Linked DNA regions of Mus musculus: all the other regions are linked to region 2. Evidence: chromatin contacts called from public HiCAR-type, HiChIP or PLAC-seq and promoter capture Hi-C data. All regions are on one chromosome and are shown on one strand. The core of a region is the stretch at or near the end of the contact, and the rest is flanking DNA. Distances in the headings are between cores, read along the strand shown.

Evidence for each region. Promoter capture Hi-C pulls out the DNA fragments that hold promoters and counts their contacts. HiCAR-type assays count read pairs that join an accessible place to other places. HiChIP or PLAC-seq counts read pairs in DNA pulled down with a chosen protein or histone mark.
Region 1: a contact with region 2 is called in an H3K27ac HiChIP or PLAC-seq map of embryonic stem cells, with 9 times the contacts expected there. The contact joins the promoter of Klf2 here to the promoter of Hmox1 in region 2. A contact is called at or near these places in 4 of 39 promoter capture datasets (cranial neural crest, embryonic stem cells, liver and 1 more) and 1 of 115 datasets of contacts at active chromatin or transcription factors (embryonic stem cells).
Region 3: a contact with region 2 is called in a promoter capture Hi-C map of second pharyngeal arch cranial neural crest. The contact joins the promoter of Med26 here to the promoter of Hmox1 in region 2. A contact is called at or near these places in 6 of 39 promoter capture datasets (the HPC-7 cell line, cranial neural crest, embryonic stem cells and 3 more) and 2 of 115 datasets of contacts at active chromatin or transcription factors (embryonic forebrain and embryonic stem cells).
Region 4: a contact with region 2 is called in a promoter capture Hi-C map of second pharyngeal arch cranial neural crest. The contact joins the promoter of 1700030K09Rik here to the promoter of Hmox1 in region 2. A contact is called at or near these places in 4 of 39 promoter capture datasets (cranial neural crest, embryonic stem cells, liver and 1 more), 1 of 484 Hi-C or Micro-C datasets (B cells) and 1 of 115 datasets of contacts at active chromatin or transcription factors (embryonic stem cells).
Region 5: a promoter capture Hi-C map of liver shows a contact between it and region 2, with 4 times the contacts expected there. The contact joins the promoter of Cherp here to the promoter of Hmox1 in region 2. A contact is called at or near these places in 7 of 39 promoter capture datasets (cranial neural crest, embryonic stem cells, frontonasal cranial neural crest and 4 more) and 3 of 115 datasets of contacts at active chromatin or transcription factors (astrocytes, embryonic forebrain and embryonic stem cells).
Region 6: a contact with region 2 is called in a promoter capture Hi-C map of hippocampal neurons, with 6 times the contacts expected there. The contact joins the promoter of Nwd1 here to the promoter of Hmox1 in region 2. A contact is called at or near these places in 3 of 39 promoter capture datasets (embryonic stem cells, hippocampal neurons and second pharyngeal arch cranial neural crest) and 3 of 115 datasets of contacts at active chromatin or transcription factors (astrocytes, embryonic stem cells and stem cell-derived neural progenitor cells).
Region 7: a HiCAR-type map of astrocytes shows a contact between it and region 2, with 6 times the contacts expected there. The contact joins the promoter of Prmt9 here to the promoter of Hmox1 in region 2. A contact is called at or near these places in 1 of 39 promoter capture datasets (cranial neural crest) and 2 of 115 datasets of contacts at active chromatin or transcription factors (astrocytes and embryonic stem cells).

The regions. Positions count from the first base shown.
Region 1 is chr8:72,317,647-72,320,346 of GRCm38.p6, reverse strand. It overlaps Klf2 (Kruppel-like factor 2 (lung)), which reads right to left and starts at 1,285. Exons shown (of 3, transcript NM_008452.2): 1 at 1,198-1,285; 2 at 105-921. The coding sequence starts at 1,269.
Region 2 is chr8:75,092,270-75,094,969 of GRCm38.p6, reverse strand. It overlaps Hmox1 (heme oxygenase 1), which reads right to left and starts at 1,352. Exons shown (of 5, transcript NM_010442.2): 1 at 1,198-1,352. The coding sequence starts at 1,220.
Region 3 is chr8:72,547,034-72,549,733 of GRCm38.p6, reverse strand. It overlaps Med26 (mediator complex subunit 26), which reads left to right and starts at 1,424. Exons shown (of 3, transcript NM_027485.4): 1 at 1,424-1,839. The coding sequence starts at 1,768.
Region 4 is chr8:72,442,629-72,445,328 of GRCm38.p6, reverse strand. It overlaps 1700030K09Rik (RIKEN cDNA 1700030K09 gene), which reads right to left and starts at 1,449. Exons shown (of 8, transcript NM_028170.2): 1 at 1,340-1,449; 2 at 1-579. The coding sequence starts at 578. It overlaps Calr3 (calreticulin 3), which reads left to right and starts at 1,551. Exons shown (of 9, transcript NM_028500.3): 1 at 1,551-1,736; 2 at 1,833-1,934. The coding sequence starts at 1,646.
Region 5 is chr8:72,473,853-72,476,552 of GRCm38.p6, reverse strand. Cherp (calcium homeostasis endoplasmic reticulum protein) reads left to right here and starts at 1,320. Exons shown (of 18, transcript NM_138585.3): 1 at 1,320-1,495; 2 at 1,768-1,941. The coding sequence starts at 1,471.
Region 6 is chr8:72,645,435-72,648,134 of GRCm38.p6, reverse strand. It overlaps Nwd1 (NACHT and WD repeat domain containing 1), which reads right to left and starts at 1,424. Exons shown (of 19, transcript NM_176940.5): 1 at 1,126-1,424.
Region 7 is chr8:77,548,126-77,550,825 of GRCm38.p6, reverse strand. Prmt9 (protein arginine methyltransferase 9) reads right to left here and starts at 1,429. Exons shown (of 12, transcript NM_001081240.3): 1 at 1,090-1,429. The coding sequence starts at 1,278.

The DNA of each region.
Region 1 (2,700 bases), core at 36-2,535, 2.8 Mb after region 2:
TCCCTTCTGGAGGATGGACAGGGTCTTCCTCTGTAACCTAGCCTGTTCCTGAACTCGCGGCCATCCCCCTGCCGCAGATCCCGGGAATGAGGCCAGGCGCCCACCTGTGTGTGTACGCAGATGCGCCTTTAGGTGCGAGCTCTTGGTGTAGGTCTTGCCGCAGTTGGTGTAGCTGCAAGTATGTGTGGCGGCGCGCTTGCGGGGCCAGGAGCGGCGGCCGCGTTTGGGCTTGGCCTCCAGCAGCTCCAGCGGGGACGAGGGCGGCGTGAGGAGACCGCGCGTGGCAGGTGGAGCCAAGCCCAGCGCCGCCGCCGCTGCCGCCGCGTCCTCGAAAAGACCGAAGGCGCCAGGCGCGGGAGGCCCGTAGTGCAACGCGGGGCCGGGACCGCCGAAGCTGGGGCCGGGACCGAAGGGCGGCGGGAACGGGTTGCGGGGACCGGACGCCGGGATGCGCAGGGGGCCGTCGGGGCTGAGCGGCGGCGTGTCCGGGGGCGGCGGGGGGCGGCCGGCGGGACCCCGCATGCATGCACCTGTCGCTCCTGGGGCGCCCTCGAGCTTCAGCCCGCGCGGTCCGTGGGCCAGGCCCGGAGCGCAGCCGTAGCCGCCGCCGTCCACCTCGGGGGGCTCGGCCTTCACTAGCCGCCCGGGAGGCGCGAGGAGGAAGCGGCCGTGCAGAGCCGGCCCCTGAGGCGGGTCCAGGTCGGGGCGCAGCAGCTCTGTTCCCAGGCTGGCCGCGGGGATGCTGTAGGGCGGCGGAGCACCCGGCTCCGGGTAGTAGAAGGCAGGCGGCGGGGGCTGCGGCGGGGGCTCGGGAGGATTTTCGGCGCCCAGACCGTCCAATCCCATGGAGAGGATGAAGTCCAACACGTTGTTTAGGTCCTCATCCGTGCCGCCCGCCTCGGGTTCATTTCGCGGCCAGCGCTGCAGGAGACAGGGCGCGGGACGTGAGTGGGGGTGCCTCCTGCTACCCTGCACCCCAAAGTCTAACAACTAGGCCCTCAAGATCTGCACCCGGTGCACGGCATCCCTTCAGCGCGCGTGTCCTCAGTCCCTGCACCCACCTCCTGTCCCACAGCCTGAAGTCTAACTCCCTGAGGCGGTCAGCACCCTGGACCTTGTCATCTCCAGTACTGGCTCCTGCACCCTGTAGCCTGGTACCTTGCTACCCCGCCGCCCGCGGACCCTCGCTGCCCTCACCTCCTGGAGGCCGCGCTCGCACGGGCTGGCGAAAGTGGCAAAGGACGGCAAGATAGGCTCGCTGAGCGCCATGGCAGGGACTGTGTGTGCTGTGGCCCGGCCCACCCAGGCCTTATAGGCGCGGCAGGCACAGAGGGCCGGGCTAGGAGGCGTCGACGGAAACGCGTCCCGGATGGGGACGAGCTCCGGGCTCAGCCTAAATTTAGCCGCGGTATATAAGCCTGGCGGTGGTGGCTGTGGCGGCTACTGCGGGAGCCCGGACTGCGCTCCTCAAGCCCCGCCCCCGCGGCCGGGCCCCGCCCCCGACCGTCCCTATGGCGACGGCGTCAACAAACCAGGCACAACAGCATAGTTAGCGCGCGCGGGGGGCGGGGGAGGGGGTGGCACCTGGGACTCCGCGGGGAACACGGGTGACGAGGCTTTCCCGGTATCTCCCCAGCCTCAAGCCCCTGGAAACCTGGACCGATGCATGGGGAGTCTGGGGTCACAGTGCTCACCCAGGGAACGCTCTGTGAAATCTTTGTTTAAGCTACCTTGGAAGCTAAGACAAGAAGGATGAAGTTTGGGGCCTGCCTAGAAGGGAGTTGAGGCCAGCCTGGAGCATCGTAGCCCCCTTAATACACACACACACACACACACACACACACACACACACAGAGGGAGAGAGATAGACACAGAGAGAGAAAGAGAGAGAGAGGGAGAGAGAGAGAGAGAGAGAGAGAGAGAGAGATGGGAGGGAGGGAGGGAGGGAGGGAGGGAGGGAGGGAGGGAGGGAGGGAGGGAGGGAGGGAGGGAGGGAGGGAGGGAGGGAAGGAGACACACACACACACACAGAGGCAGACACCATGGCATGGTGGTATATGCTTGTCTTCAGAACATTTAGGAGGTTGAAAGCATTAGGTTCAAGGCCCCTTTGGCTACAAGAGACCGTGTCTTAAAAAAGAAGCAAACACTAGAGGCAGGCATGATGGCTTAGTGTCTGCTTACAAGCCTCATCCAAGGAGCTCAGTTCCCAAAAGGGGGAGAGAATCCGTTCCCATAAGTTGTCCTTAGACCTCACAGTGCACTGGCGCACGTGCAAATACACAATAGCATGTAATAATTACAATTTACACTAGATACATAAATACAGTACTGAGTCTCTGGGACCTTTCACCTCCCACAAACATACACCTCACATAAATCCTTCTAGTGCAGGGAAGAGCTGTTGTCTGACTGTCAAGACTTGCAAGGGATACTCAGTGGGGGATGGGCACATCAAATAAATATGCATAATACCCAAGGGGCCTAAACAGAAAAAAAAAAGGAACAGTGGAAGAGGAGGAAGTATGTGGTGAGCCTGGGGAAGGACATTGGTGCAATTTTGACCTTAACCCCGGAGGCAAACATTGAGGTAAGCTCTGGAGAAAGCAAGAGGGTAATAGAGAGAGGGAGGGCATTGAAGCTGTGACCTGAAACCAGGAGGCTGAGGGGTGCAGTCAAGCTTGTGTAGTTGGGTGCAGT
Region 2 (2,700 bases), core at 103-2,602:
GGAAGGAGGCTCAGCCAGGAAAAGCACTTGCCACCATGCCTGATAAGCCAATCTTTCTTGGAACCCACATGGTGGTCTGAGAAATGACTCCTTTCAAGTCCTCTGACCTTCACATGTTTAATGTGTCACTCTACATGCACAATAAATAAAATGTAATGAGACACTTTAAATAAAAATATAAAAATAAGGTTGGTGGGCTGGAGAGGTGGCTCAGCGGTCAAGAGCACTGACTGCTCTTCTAAAGGTCCTGTGTTCAATTCCCAGCAACCACATGGTGGGTTCTGACACCTTCATCTGCTGTGTCTGATGACAGCTATAGTGTACTCATATACATTAAATAAATAAATAAATAAATACATAAATATTTTAAAAAAAAACTTTTTTTTAAAAAAAGTATGATTGGGTTTATTAAAAAAAAAAAAAAAAAGAGCTGGGTGGAATGGCACATGCCTCTAATGTCAGCACTAGGGAGGCAGAAGCAGACAGATCTCTGAGTTCTAGGCCAGCCGGATCTACAGAGTGAATTCCAAGACATCCAGGGCTACAAAGAGGAACTCTGTCTCAAAAGTCAAAGAGGAGAAGGAGGAGGAGGAGGAGAAGGAGGAGGAGGAGGAGGAGGAGGAGGAGGAGGAGGAGGAGGAGGAGGAGGAGAAGCCAAGCATGGTGGTGGAGCACGTTCAATCTCAGGAAGCAAAGTGAAGCGAACTGGAGTTCAAGGCCAACTTGATCTACTAGGGAGTTCCAGAGTTCCAGGACTACATAGACCCTGTCTCCAAAACAAAACACACAAAAACCCCTCCTCTCCCCACACACCCCCAAACAAAAAACACCCCAACCTCAGCACCCTCTAGTTCTGCTACTGGCCTCCCTGCATCTTACAAATCGTCTGAGGTTGGAAATTGATAAGTGACCACTCCGCGCCAGCAAAAGACAAGCTCCCCAACCCCCAACCCCAAGAATAGTGAGTACGGGTTCCAGGACTTAGCAGTGCGTTCACCATCCCTCAAACCTGGATACTACAAGACACTCCCAATCGTCACCTCCAGCGTGTCAGAGGAGTGAATCACATTTTCTCCCTCCAGCTTCCCATAGCTACAGGTAGACTGGGCGGTAACTCGTCCCCTGGCCCCGCAGCCTGCATTCCCAGGCAGGATAAGGGACACCGGTCACAGCTCCCTTCCCCACACAGTCGCTTGCCTGTCGGGCTGTGGACGCTCCATCACCGGACTGGGCTAGTTCAGGCTGGTTCTGCTCGATTCAGGCTCCGGGCTATGCTCGAGACGGCTCTGCGCGGGCAGGCTCCACTCACTGGTTGTATGCGGAAACTCTGGAGGCGACTGGAGACCGTGAGCGAGCAGCTGCCCGCGCCAGCCCTTTAAGTACGCGGGTCACGTGGTGGCCGCCCAGCTGAGCCGGCGTTCTCGCTGCTGTTGCAACATCCAGCCCGGAGGCGGGCCCTGCCTGTAAGGGGATAAATCATATGACTCTGGCAAGTCTGTTACAAAAAAAAGGGAGAGAGAGAGAAAAAAAAGAGAAGAGAAGAGAAGAGAAGAGAAGAGAAGAGAAGAGAAGAGAAGAGAAGAGAAGAGAAGAGAAGAGAAGAGAAGAGAAGAGAAGAGAAGAGAAGAGAAGAGAAGAGATCTGAATGAGTTGCCTCTTGGCAGAATTTGGGTCCTTTCCAGAACCCTCTACTCTACTCAGTGACAGGAAGACGGGAGTAGCCCTTCAGGAATCTTGAAGGTTTCAGAACTATAAGACGATCCTAAATGTGAGATGCTGGTGGGCAAACCCAGGGATTGACCCACACTACCTGAGTCTACCTTCCCGGAACTCTTAGGATAGCTGGTTTTTTCAATCCTTTATGTTCACAGTTCTGCTTGGTTTGCTGACACTTGCCTTGATTAACTTTTCCATGGTTTATCCCTATATATCATGGTGGGGACATAGATGGCTCCAGTTTTACAGGTGGGGAATCTGAGCTGGAGGTTGAAGTGTTCTGCCCAGGGTCTCATGGAGTGCAGCACCCGAGTGTTTGGCTGCCTTCTCGGCGCTCTCCTAGAACCTGGTCCACACCATGACTTCCTGATGCCCAGGTACAGAAGACTGTGAAGTCAGGACACATAGCTCTGACACATCTATCACCACAGATACCCACTGCTGCTTAGCAGGGTAAGGCTTGGAATTCACCTTCTGAATTCCTGATGAGCTGGACTCTTCAGTACAGAACAGACATGACACAGACATACTGGGTGGTTCTTCAAAGCCTCCATAGTTTTGTATGTCCTCTTTTGTTGTTGTTAAAAGTATTTACTTCTTAAAATATTTCTTTAAAAAGTATTTACTATTTTCTGGGTAGTGATGGCACATTCCTTTAATTCTAGCACCTAGGAGGCAGAGGCTGGCAGATCTCTGTGAGTTTGGAACCAGTGTGGTCTACAGAGTGAGTTCCAGGACAGCAGAGGTTACACAGAGAAACCCTGTCTGGAGAAGACAACAATGAAAAGAATATTATTTATTTTATGTGTGTGTATAGGCCCATGTATATGTATGCATGCATTCATGCTGGGTGCATATAGGTGCCTGAGAAGGCCAGAAAAGGGCATTGGATCCCCTAGAACTGGGAATTAAGGTGGTAGTGAGCTGCCCATGCTCACAACTGAATTCAAGTCCTCTGTAAGAGCAGAAAGTACTGTCAACCAC
Region 3 (2,700 bases), core at 175-2,674, 2.5 Mb after region 2:
AGATTAAGTGTATCTTCAAAATGGGCTGCTTTCCAACTTGGAACCTGAGCTCCAAACACATGCCAGGAAGAGAGTGTATTTGAGAAGTATTTGTTCGTGTTCATTCTATTGGTGTAATGCAAAGCCTTCTGTCATGTGCAGAATCAAGAAACCAGCCATGATAAATTTATTTTCTGGGTGGGTGGGAGAAAAGGGCAGGGTCTTACTTACGTAGTCCTTGCTAATCTGGAACTCACTGTGCAGACCAAGCTGGCCTGGAACTCCAGTGAGCCTCCTGCCTCCCAAGCGTTGGAATTAAATGCCTGGTTCCTCACCTCCCCCAGTACCCCCCCCCCGAAGTATGACAAATTTAAAATTAACAGGTGTTGAGCAGCTCTCAGAAGTACATGTGGTTTTCATTACCTGTTTCCCTTCCGTTTCATGTCTGGATTTTTAAGGTTACAACACTACACGAAGTTATTTCTCCCGAGGCCACTTTCGTATAGTGCACTAAACTCGGAGCCCGCCCTCCATCTGTCCAGTTGTAGGGGTCACCGAAGGACGGAGGACCGCAGCCTTTATACTTGACTTCCTTCGTTTCTTGGTTTGACTTAAAACTCCAGGTGACCTTGGTGCTTCCCTTCCTCCCCCGTGAGGCGTTCCTGTTTTCCATCACCTGAGATGCAAAGGCGGGGTCGCTCCGTCCCCTCGGAACGCCAAGGGGAAGATGCTGGGCGACGGTTCCGCATCCTGCTGTTCAGACACAGGCTGGCCACCTCCAGCCCCCCCCGCCCCCCCCCCGCCTCTAGGAAGGCGACAAAAGCGGTGCTTCCTCTTGAGTTCCAGCCCCGCACGGATGCAGACCCGAGGTGTCAGCGTCGCGCAGGCCTTGCAGACTTGCGTCCTCTGCAGAGGTGGCAGCTCCCAGACGTGACCTTAGGTCCCCGCAGCACGCGGGTCACATGGGGACACGCACTGCCCTGCAGACCCGCGCCTGGGGCCTCTGCAGCGGAGAAGGCTGTGCGGAGCTCCTCCGAGCTCCTCGAGGCACGAGTCTAAACGCAGGGAACCGCTGCCTTCCTCAGATTACCTATGGCCGCTCCAATCCTCTGGTTTCTAAACGCAGGAGGCCCTCATCCGGGGGAGGGTCTTTCCATTCCGCAACCCCAAAGCAGTCAGAAGATAGAGTCGGTGTTCCAGGACTTGAAGGGTGCGCTTCCGTTAGGAAGCCCATCCCTCCAGTCCCGAGTGGGCGTGGCCTTCAGATAGCGTCCGTTGCCACGCCCAACTGCCTCCCAACGGCCCTCTGTGTCGGACCTCGGAACCAGGCGGCAGGACCTGCTAATTGCGCCTGCGCGCGCGTGCGCACAATCAATAGGAGGGGCTCACGAGCCGGACCCTCCCAAACCCGGCGTCTCCACCCGCCCCATCTCCCAACCTCCTCAGCGTGGCGCCGACGCTGCGTGCGGCGCGGGTTACCCAGAGTGCTCAGCGCGGGGGGCAGCTCACTGGAGTTTGGTTCTCGAGGCGGCGGCGGCGGTGGTGGCGGAGGCTCCTCCGTCGGCTCCTCCTCCTCGCTCGGCGGTGGCGGCGGTGGTCCGGGGCCTGAGCTCCGGTCCCCTCCGCTTCCCTCCGTCCTCGCCATCTCCCCGAGCGCCTTGACCTCCTCCGGCGCCGCGGGGAACATGCGGCTCCGTTCCCGGAGGCCGGCGAGTGACTGACCCGCGTTCCCCCTCCTCAGCCTGCCCGCCCGCCGGCCCGGCCGCTCCCCCCCGCTTCGCCCAGGCAATGACAGCGGCTCCGGCGTCTCCGCAGCAGATGAGGGACCGGCTGCTACAGGCCATCGACTCCCAGAGCAACGTAAGTGACTGCCTCGCGATCGGGGACCGAGGCCGCATGTGTCGAGACCCTCCCCCTCCGACGCGCCCCCGGCTAGGGGCTCTCTCCAGGCGGTGATCTGCCCGCCACAGCCACTGCCATCTCGGTCTCTCTTTCTCCTGGGTCCGGGGACCGCAGGCAAGGCGGATTGCCCGGCAGCTGAGGGTACCTGAGGCCGAGGCTTCACGCGGCCTGGACTGAGGGAGCGTTTGGAGCTTTGATCAGAGCTAGTTCTTCTCCGTTGTCCCAGCCCGACCGCCCTTGGTGGTCCCCACCGTGCCTCCTTGCCTCACCTCAACCCTGGGAACTGAGAACCCCCCGGGAAGGTCTCCCTGCCGGGGGCAAGGTGGGAAGCAACTAGTGTCTCCGCGATGACTAGAGTAGCCCGCGTCTCCGGAGTCTTGGCCTTTACTCCCCTTCGGTCTCCTGGCTGAACCTCCTTCTTGGCTAGGAGGGAACCCTAGGCCCGTTCTGCCCCCAGTCTGTCTACCTGTGATGCCTGGAGAGTCTCCTCTTTTTTCTGATAGTGGACAAACCTTTCCTGGGGTCTTTCTAGAAAAGACGACCCTGCAGAGAGTGGGATCCTTCCTGTCATCTTTCTTGGCCTAAATGCTCCATTGCGCATCTGACCAGAAGCTAAAGCATGGGATTTTGGTACTGAGTTACTGCCCGTCATAGTTGATTGTTCTCTTATTCCTACCTTCCGGTCCTCTTTCCATCTCTCTCTTGCCCCTCCTGAGGTGCTTTGGGCCCTAGCCTGTCAAGATTTAATTGTAAGGGGTTACTTTATGTCACACTTTCCTCTGCTAAGAGTCCTGTGAGCAGAGGGACATCTTTTTCTTC
Region 4 (2,700 bases), core at 200-2,699, 2.6 Mb after region 2:
TTTGTGGGCAGCAGAGCTTGCTTCCCTGTCCCCACTGCCAGCCCTGGGGACCTCGCTTCAGTGGGCAGCTCCTTCTTCTTCAGAAACCTGCTACCGTTACCACTCGGCCCATCGCTCTTTGACACACATGTTTTGTTCACTTGTTTCTGGAAAGTTCTGTGTGGGTACTGGGAAGAAACAGAAGCTGCACCTGTCCTCTTAGGAAGACTCTGCTCGATGGATGTGGAGTCAGACTCCACATCAGACCAAGCCATGGGCACCTGCTTCCGATTCAGGATCTTGGTTTCAATCTGGGCCAGTTTCCTAAGGGCCTCACTGGCTCTGGTCTTGGAGGAGATGGTGGGAGGCCTCAAGCCCAGACTCACCCCCCTCCCTGCCATGGCCTCCTCTTTGGGCATCAAATATTTCTCGTCCATCGTTTGGTTTCTCTTTAAGATTCTGCTCTGCCCAGGTGTCACTTGGCCAAGACTTCGGGCTTGTAAGTTTCTGATCTCTTCCATCCTCGAGCTATCTAAGAACATATCCCTTAAGTCAAAACCACTACGTGGAGGGCCAAAGGGTCTTCTTGTGGAAGCCATTCTAGGAAAATAAAGATTGTGTTTTCAGCCTTTAAAAGTACTTCACTGTATAAGTATACTTTTTGTTTTGTTTTTATTTTTTTCAAGATAAGGTTTCCCTGTATAGCTCTGGTTTTCCTGGGAGCTCCTTAGATCAGGCCTGCCTCCCAAGTGCTGTGATCAAAGGTGTATGCCACCACCACCCAGATAAAAGTATTTCTTTTAATAAGCTGTAGGGCGTGTGGGACAGGCATAAGAACTGGTAAGGTTGAGTGAGCTCAAAACCAAAGAATCGGGGCTGGTGAGATGGCTCAGTGGTTAAGAGCGCCGACTGCTCTTCTGAAGGTCCCGAGTTCAAATCCCAGCAACCACATGGTGGCTCACAACCATCCATAACGAAATCTGATGCCCTCTTCTGGAGTGTCTGAAAGACAGCTACAGTGTACTTACATATAATAAATAAATAAATCTAAAAAAAAAAAAAAAAAAAAAAAACCAAAGAATCTCAGAGAGATTTGAGGACAGGCGTCCAGATTCGTACCTATATCTGTACCTGCTCTGGAACCTGTAACCAGGATACACAACTGAGAGGACCCATATCACACAGCACCTGGAGTTCTTCTCCATGCTAATAACACTGCCTATACTCAGTTTCCTCGCTATTGTTTGCAAGCCCTAAGGGATCATGCCCCATCGCTCTCCAGATGAGGAACCTCTGGTGTGGGTATGCCGCCCGTTTTCCTGAAGCCCCTTGCCAACCCACTTGATCACTGTGAGGTCACCTGAGTAGCTGCGTTGGCTTCTTCCCGCTAGGCTTCAGCCTCAAAGTATAGGCCCCAGTGTGCGGTTGCCTCAGGAGACAGCGCCAGAGCAACTAGAGACTACATTTCCCGTCGGCCACCGCGCTCCACCCACCAATGAGCAACTCAGGTCACAATCCCGGGCGTCACGGGACCAGTAATTTCAGCGCACCCATTAGCGTCCCCAGGTCATAATCCCAAGGCATGCCGGGAGTTGTAGTTTCTGAGTTGCGCCCGTCAAGCGGTACGGACGCCTGAGAGCAGAGAGTTGAAGTCGCACGTGCAGCTATGGTCTCGGCTCGTGCATTGCTCTGGGCCATCTGTGTGCTGCGCGTGGCACTAGCCACTGTGTACTTCCAGGAGGAGTTTCTAGACGGAGGTGAAGGCGATTGCCGTGGTGGCTGGTGGCCTGTGTCCACCATCTATGATATGGACCCGTGCGCTTTGCACCACTAACCCTCCTGTCTCCCCACAGAGCGCTGGAGGAACCGCTGGGTGCAGTCCACCAATGACTCCCAGTTTGGGCACTTCAGAGTCTCATCGGGGAAGTTCTATGGGCATAAAGAGAAAGACAAAGGTTAGTGTAGAATCGGGAGCAAATAGAGTAGAGTTAGAAACCTCATGGCACCCTGACAACGCACCCACCGTTCAAGCCAGGACACTGAGGCACATGCAGGCTCTGCAATACCCTGTTTGGGTTTACATTCCTTTACGATTGACCAGAGTAGCCGGGCGGTGGTGGCGTACGCCTTTAATCCCAGCACTCAGGAGGCAGAAGCAGGTGGATTTCTGAGTTCGAAGCCAGCCTGGTCTACAGAGTGAGTTACAGGACAGCCAGGGCTACACAGAAACCCTGTCTTGGAAAAAGAAAAAAAAAAAAAAATTGACCGAAGTGTGTTTTGGTTTAGTCTTTGAGCAGTCTCATGTAGCCCTAGATGGCTCTAACTCTCAGCCTCCCAAGTGCTGGTTACTTTTTCCACATCTATGTATGTTGGAGGCAGTATGCACCTTGAGTGTGGATTGGAATGACAGTGGAGGTGCTCAGAAAGTGCTGGAATGACAACTGGAGTCAACAGGAATGACTGTGTTGGCATTTTTCAGTAGTTGCCCAAGATCATCTCACTTCATGAAAATTGGAACCATGCTGTAGCACAACCTAGAATCCTAGCACTCCAGGGTCTTCATGAGGCAGGAAAATCACAAGTTCAAGACCAGCCTAGCTATAGAGTGAGCTCTGGCCCACCCTAAGATACAGCCAGGTCTTGGCACAAAACAAAAAGAGGGGAAATCAAAATGAAAAGTGGGGCCAGCTAGATTGGCCTGTGGCCAAGCTTGGTAACCTG
Region 5 (2,700 bases), core at 71-2,570, 2.6 Mb after region 2:
TGTGAGCCACACAGAGTCCCTACAAGGTCACAATAGTCTTTGGGGATTGCAGGCCTGTGCTGCTGTTGTCTGGTTTTTACACTGAATTCTTGGACCTGAACTCAGGTGGTCCTGCTCCCATGACAAGCACATCACCATTGAGCTATCTCTGCAGCTCCAAGAGTAGGACATTATAAAGGGGCTTCACAGCAGGCAAGACAGGAGTTACAGGAAGGGCATAGGGATCAGGATACCTGCTAGGCTCAACTTCCTCCTTCCTCCTCATATAATCGTGGTGTGGTGCTTCCAGCAGTAAGAATATCCAATTAGGAAAAGTCGGAGACCCTGGCATAACAGGCTCAAAGGATCACTAAGGGCTTAGTGGCCAGCACAAACTCAGAAAGTAAATCATGCCAGTGCTGTAGATCCTGTGCCTGCTTCCAGCTTCTTTAGGCCCTGAAGTCACGTACACAAACCCACCTGACACATAATTAAACCTTTGTTTTCGAGACAGGGTTTCTCTGTATAGTCCTGGCTATCCTGAAACTCTTTGTAGACCAAATTGGTTTTGAACTTGAGATCTGTCTGCCACTGCCTCCCAAGTGTTGAGACTAAAGGCGTGCGCTACCATGCCCGGCAAAATATAAATCTTTTTTTCTTTCTAAAGGTCGATGGTATATCTCAGTGATTGCCTAACATGCAGCCAGTCCTGTCTTCCATCCCCAGTATCCTGTAACCCTGGTGTGGTGGTGGCACACGCCTGTCATCTCAGTACTTAAGAGCTAAGAGGAGGATCGGGAGTGCAAGATTATCTAAGGCTGTGTGGGGAGTTAGAGATCAGCTTGGGCTCTATGAGACCTAATATTCAAAAACCAGGAGTAAGTAATAATATAAATAAACAGAAGGGATGGGGTGTTGACGCAGCTTCCGCTTCTCCTTCCATAGAACGTCTATAGTCGCTTCAGAAGAGATGTCTTTGCTCCACGTCGGTCTGATGTGATGTTGTGGAGCCCCAATGCTCAAAATTCTTACCCAGAAGGAGCATATCGGAACAGGAGCCGAGTGAGGTGTGATTCGCCAAAACCATCACCTGCCGATCCCGCCTTCTGGATGGCGTAAAAGGATGTGAAAGACGCAGAGGCCTGGGAGTGCACGCGTTCGCAAGAACGCAGCAGAAACCCAGAGTACCGCCGGCGCAGCTTCTCACGCTCCAGCGCGTCGGGGAACAGCGGCCGGGCCGCCGCATGCGCAAAGAGGCTCACGCGCATGCGTCTCACTAGGCCATCCTTCTCTGGAGTCCTCACGCAGTCCCTTCCCGCCCTCCTCCGGTCTTCACTTCCGGTGTTTCCCAGCGACAGCCGTAAATGGCGCGCGAAGCGGCCCGCGAGGCCGTCGTAAACGTCGCCCTTCGCGCCACTTCCGGCCGGCTTCTGTGGCCGGTGCTGGTAAGCGATCGTGAGGCGGCGGAGGACGTTGCCAGTGGCTGCAGCCATGGAGATGCCGATGCCGCCAGATGGTGAGGCCGGTCCCTGAGCTGAGGTCGTTGGGTTCTTCTCGTGTGCCCCCGCCGGCCAGCCGTGCCTCCTCGCGTTGCCGGGCCAGTGACGGAGCGCGCTGCGGCCTCGCCGCTCCTCCCTCGGCCTCTCCGTGGTTCCCCGCATTCCTGGCGCGCGCTTGGCCCTAGTCAGGACCCGTACACCACCGCCTTGCAGTGGCCCGCCCCAGAGGACCCCGGCCTGGTCCCCGGGTCAGGCTGCCCCCACTGACGCCTTTTCCTCTGTTTTGCAGATCAGGAGCTTCGAAATGTCATCGATAAGCTCGCTCAGTTTGTGGCTCGCAACGGACCCGAGTTCGAGAAAATGACGATGGAGAAGCAGAAGGACAACCCTAAGTTCTCGTTTCTGTTTGGAGGCGAGTTCTACAGTTACTACAAGTGCAAGCTGGCACTGGAGCAGCAACAGCGTGAGTTCCCCTCAGGCCCTCAGCCGCCTCGGGGTTCAATGCGGGCCCCGCCGCAGCCAATTTCTTTAGAGTTGCAAGTTTCCTCTGCAGAGCAGAGCAGCCGTTCTTCTGTCCTACCCGGAGCCCTGTACCAAGATAGACTGCTGGATCTGTGTGTCATAAGGAGAGACTATCATATATTCTCTATCCAGGCTTTTGGGTCGGGAGTGGTCCCTGGGTGGTCTTTGCAGAGGCAATTGCGGATCTGCAGGAAGGTGGGAACTGTGCAAACTGTGCAGCCTTTCTGCAGGCTGAGACCATAGCTTTCTGCATTTCAGGTGCATAGATCAAAAAGCTTTCCCTTTAGTTTTTGCAACGTTTTTCTTTTCCTTTTTTTTTTTTTTTTTTTTTTGCTTTCGAGATAGGGTTTCTCTGTGTAGTCCTGACTGTTCTAGAGCTAGTTTTGTAAACTAGATTTAAACATCAAGAAAAATATGATTAAAAATAATAGAAATAATAAAAAGTTTAGAGCCAGGGATGATGGGACCACCGCTTTAATCTCAACACTTAGAAGGCAAAGGCAGGTCGATCTCTGTGAGTTTGTGGCCAACTGATTGTACAAGTTCCAGTACAGGCAAGACTACATAGACTGCCTAAAAAAAAAAAAAAAAAAAAACAAAAGAAAAAGGAAAATGAGTGAAGAAGCACAGCTGGTCTTTAAGGGCCTCACACCATATCCCAGGTTGGCCTGGCAGTATGTTATCCAGCCTAGCTTCCAGT
Region 6 (2,700 bases), core at 175-2,674, 2.4 Mb after region 2:
GAGTTTCAGGACAGCCAAGGTTGCACAGAGACCCTGTCTCAACACAAAAACTAAAATAAAGTTTTATTAGTTTAAAGTTTAGTTTACAAAAACTAAAAATAAAGTCAAAGGTTAAAAAGCAGAACAGAACAAAACAAAACTACAGGGCTAGCAAGATGGATCAAAAGGCAAAGGAGCTTGCAGCCAAGCCTCATGAGTTGAGCTGGTCCCTGGACCAATATGGTGCTGTCCACACACAGGCTGTGTCACACTCATACATGCAAGACTGCATCATATTCAGCATGTGGACAGGCACCTTTGACAATCACTTCCAAATTCATATTTAGAGGAGGCTCAAAACATTTTGGTCTTGATCTTCACCCCAAAATCCCGGGTTGTTATGCCCTCTGACCTTGGCTTACTCAATTTCTTCATGACACTGAACCACTCTGTGAGAAGGGGTGAGGGGGAGAGTGTAACCTGACCTATTGGCCCCTAGCTGTAACCACTAAAGATAGAAATCACCACCTCCCATTGCCACCAAAGTCCACAACCAAAAATCTCTTCAGATGTCAATGTCTCCCTGGGGATAGGATCCCCTTGGTAAAGGTCCCCTGGCCTAAACTGGACACAGTGGCACACACCTGTAAACACATGGGGTGCTTGCCTAGCATGGGAATCAGAAGGTGGAGGCAGGAGGATCAGGAGTTCAAAGTCATCCTTATTTATATACGTGGTGAGTTCAAGGCCAGTATGGATTTCATGAGACAACCCCATAGACACCAAGTAGGTAGGGATGGGGCACCATTCAGGCTATGTATGCCTGAGAAGCTGTTGTTGCACACTAGCCTGGGTCAGCAGAGCAAATGGAGACCAGCCTGGATTATAGGAGATCCTGCCTCAAAAAAAGGCAGAAGATGTGAGGAGGGGGAGGAGAAGAAAAAGGAGGAAGAGGAGGAAGAGGCGGAAGAAGGGAAGGTGGAGGGGGGGCTGTCTGTACTTTATCTCGGTCCTTTGCACATGCTAAACTAAATCTTTCCCATTCTCATTTCAGTGTAAATGCTACCTCTTCTGAAGGTCCTTGATTCGATGTGTCCTTTCAACCACTCCCCGTGGGGCCCACCCCGTATTCTGTGCCATACTCACCCTCAGCTCCCAAGGCTCTCCATGTTCAGTGTCTGCTCCCTGGGAAGTGTGGGACCCACAGGTGCATAAATCCTAAAACCATGCGTCAGCATGCCCAGCACACAGTAGGGGCTCACTGACAAATCTTGAGCTCAGTGAGTGCTTGGGCAGCTGCCCATCATTTTGGCTCCTGTATGTTAACTGCAAACACCTCAGCAAGAATGAGGCATCTTCAAGGGCCCTTTTGCAGCGTCTACTCCAGGCTCTCTCCAAGATGCCCGCTTCCCTCTTGCTGCCATGGAGGGCGTCATTTGGAAGTCTCTAGGAGAAGCGGGTGAAAGAAGGAAGTTCCTGGGCCCAGAGCCACAGCGGAAACAAGGCTCTGCCTCTCTTGGTAACTTTTGTCTTAGGTACTTTCTATTCACCCAGCTGAGTTCTCCCAGCAAGTGGGATAAAAGAAAGGAACTGGCTGTGTTGCAGCCCAGGCTGGGCACCCGGCCAGACCCGGCGGTTAACTGTTGTGTGCCAGGCTTGACAGTTCACAGCAGCCAAGCTGTCAGTGGGGGTGGTGCATGATGCAGTCTGGTCCACATCTGCTGCTGACTGTCATGCCATCCCGGGGTCACAGGAAATGTGCTTCAGCGCTGGATTCAGGTCAGAGGTTAAAAGCGATTGTTGCTCTTCCTGACTACCTGTGTTCTGTACTGAGCTACCTTGGATGTACCTCCAATCCATCAGTGAGGGAACTCAAGGCAGGAACTGAAGCAGAGGCCATAGAGGGTGCTGCGTACTGGCTTGTTCCCCATGTCTTGCTCAGCCTGCTTCCTTAGACATCCAAGGATCACCTGCCCAGGGGCACCACCCATAGTGAGCTGGGACCTCCCACATCAATCACTAAGAAAATACAGCTGTCTAATTTGACTTAAGACCCACTCAACAGGAAGGAGATTAAACTGGTACTGGAAACCTAGCCAGGTTCTCAGAGTTAGTAAGGTCAGGGATCTTAGAAAAGAATCTACTACCACCACTTTGCTAAATTAGCATAGTCTCTGACTTCGTTCTACCTTAGACCCACAGATAAGTGCAGCTACCACCCCTCATCACTAAGCCTCTTTACAGCAAATAGAGCCCATCACAGCAAGCCACCACTGGCTGGACAATTCAGAGATCAGGAGGTGGTGGGAACCAGCCCCAGTAGATACATCCAGTCACAGCTCTTGCATCTGTGACTCGGGGAACATCTACAAAGAGGCAAGAGGAAGATTAGAACAGAAGAGCCAGAATAGCAGAAAGTCTGCTGTGAAACGGTCTCCCAAGAAATGGCTCCATAAACAAGACAAGAACAAGGTCAAGGTCAATAGACATGTTCATCTGGAAGTGAGAAAACTCGCCCCTCTCCTAGACAAAGAACTACAGGCAACTAAAGACAGCTACAAGAGGGAAAGCTAGCCTCTCCCAGGGATAAGGACCCTCACTGCTTGTCCAATGCAGTGTGATCAACTCTGAAACCATCCACACACAAACAATAGAAACAGGCTCAGCATGTTGTAGTCATATATGTGATCTGGTCACACACATATGTATGTAACAATACTA
Region 7 (2,700 bases), core at 180-2,679, 2.5 Mb before region 2:
ACACTATCTACAGCTGTCTGCACAGAGGAACACACACTATTCTACTGCTGTCTGCATAGAGGAACACACACTATTCTACTGCTGTCTACACAGAGGAACACACACTATTCTACTGCTGTCTGCATAGAGGAACACACACTATTCTACTGCTGTCTGCATAGAGGAACACACACTATTCTACTGCTGTCTACACAGAGGAACACACACTATTCTACTGCTGTCTACACAGAGGAACACACACTATTCTACTGCTGTCTGCATAGAGGAACACACACTATTCTACTACTGTCTACACAGAGGAACACACACTATTCTACTACTTTCTACACAGAGGAACAAACGACCCAACATACTAGCATATTTCCAAGTAAACCAACAGGTCCTGAAATTTCTTTGGACTACAAAAGCCTAATGCTACTGACATCTAGTGGGCAGAGGACAAACCGTGCTGTGAAACAGGAAGGAAGACACAGGACTGTCTGGTGCAAAATGTCACCAGTGTCAGGTTGAGAAACTCTGGACTAAACAAAGCAAGACTGTCCACAGCTTAAAACTGTATATGCAATTAAGTTACTTTTTGAAATTGAGATTCTAACATTAAAAAAAAAAAATACAGTAGTTCAACCGGTTAACTGATGCAAGTAAGACGAATCAACAAATATTAAAAGTTCCTTATGACTGAACACTTTATCCAACCTCAGGATACACAGCATTCTTTCTACACAAGATAATGCAACGCCTACAAGGCAGGGCTAATTTAAATTAGATACTGGAGGGGAAAAAGAACTACCCAGTCCTATCCCATTTAAAAGGCCTTTGGAATCTTAAGTGAGGCAGAAATTTTGAAACAGATGTGTGACAACTTTTGACTTTTGTTACTAAAACCTGGCTGTATTGAGATGGGCTGTAGGCTATAGTAATTCGATGCTTGGAGAGTCCGTCTCTGTCTCTGTATGTCTCGGTGTCTCTGTCTCTCCCTGTCTCTCGTCTCTGTTACACACACACACACACACACACACACACACCATACCCTGTTGTTCCTGCTCAGATCACAGGATTTGCTAGCCACTGAAAAAAATAAGGCCTCACCTTCACGTCGTCTTTTAGCTCTGGCGCCAGGCTGAGCACCAGAAGGTAATGGGCATAAGCAGTGCCGAAGTCCTGGTCACCTAGACAGTGCTCAGCACTCTGCAAGGACCGTGCCACCAGCCGGTCCCGGCCGGCCGCACCTGCGCCACCCCCGGCGCCCCGGCGGGGCCTGGGCCTCGAGTTCGGCATGGATAAGTCTCGCTCGGAAGCCCACGAAGGAGGATGGCCTCGTCCGGGAAAAGAGTCTCCACGGCGCGCTTCCCTGGGCCGGTCGCAGCAACTGGACGCACAGAGGCACTGGGTGCACACAGCAGGAAGCCCCGCCTTCCCAGCGGCGGACAGGGCTGCGCGCGCATCCTGCGGCGAAGCGCTGTGATGACGTCACACCAGGGAGCGCCCCGCGGCCCACTATGGTCTTGGAGTACTAGGCTGTAAAGTCATTTTCTGGAATGGGGTTTTTTGGCAGACTGCAACCAAAGGTTTCCACCCTCTCTCTGCCTCCTGGAGAGTGCGGCTGCGAATTCCAAACCCTGCTCTAGTCCTGCTTGTGCGAAGCTCCAGGCCTTCTGAATCTCATCGCACCAGACTCACTACTGCAAAACGAAATAAAAGCTCCTTAAATTAATCACTGTGTACTCTCCTAGTATTAAGTATTCTCACAAAACTCAGTGAGGTGGAACTTGGGATCACACTCTAAAAAAAAAAGGAAAAGGCCATCACGGAGAACTGCTTCAAGGTTGAACAGTGGGATGGGTACGGCCGAGTCTGAATTTCCTGATGACATGCACATTAACAAAGAAGACTGATGTCAAGTGTGGCCTCTAAGATATAAATCCAAACTTTTAAAGCAATGTATAGAAATTATAGCGAAAGCTATTTTTTGTTCCCATTTTGAAGAGATTAGCGGTGCATACAGTGGTTAACAATGTGAAATGGAGGATACACCATTTTGGATATTAAGCTAAAATTCTCCAGTTCTCCCAAGTCCATCCTTTATGTGTCTTTTTGCTTTCTCTAGTATCTTATTGTCTGATCCACTCTTGTAAGCAGATACCTATGTACCTAAGAAAGGTCTTCGAAGACAGGAACTAATCACAATTATTTGAATATGTACAGAACGACAATTTTAATATATCTTGCACTTGATGAAAAGTGTTTCTCCTGCTCTTTAATTTTGCCTATGTATTTTCCTAGCTATTCATATCGTCCTTGTTTGATGCTTTGTGTATTAAGCAATGTAGGATTTAACTATACAGTATTTAGTGAGATGGAAATACAGAGGCAGGCCTCTATACCTAATGGAACTGAGTAGAACATAAAGACTAATTGGCTTGTGGGAAGGGTTTTCTCGTTCCAGTCTAGCATCCCTCCCTTGAGACATTCAGACAGACCTAATAAAGCTCTCTTCCTGGCTTAATTCATAAGGGTGCTCTAACTATACAATGTAATAATCTAGAAAAGCATTTTACTTATATATACATAGTTAATGTAATTAATTGGCATTATCTAGAAACATTTAGAAATTATCTAAACCTTAAAAAATGTTATTACTCCCGTAAACATTTAACCAAAGATGTATAATGTTATTTGCATCCTGTATAATTTAGAGGT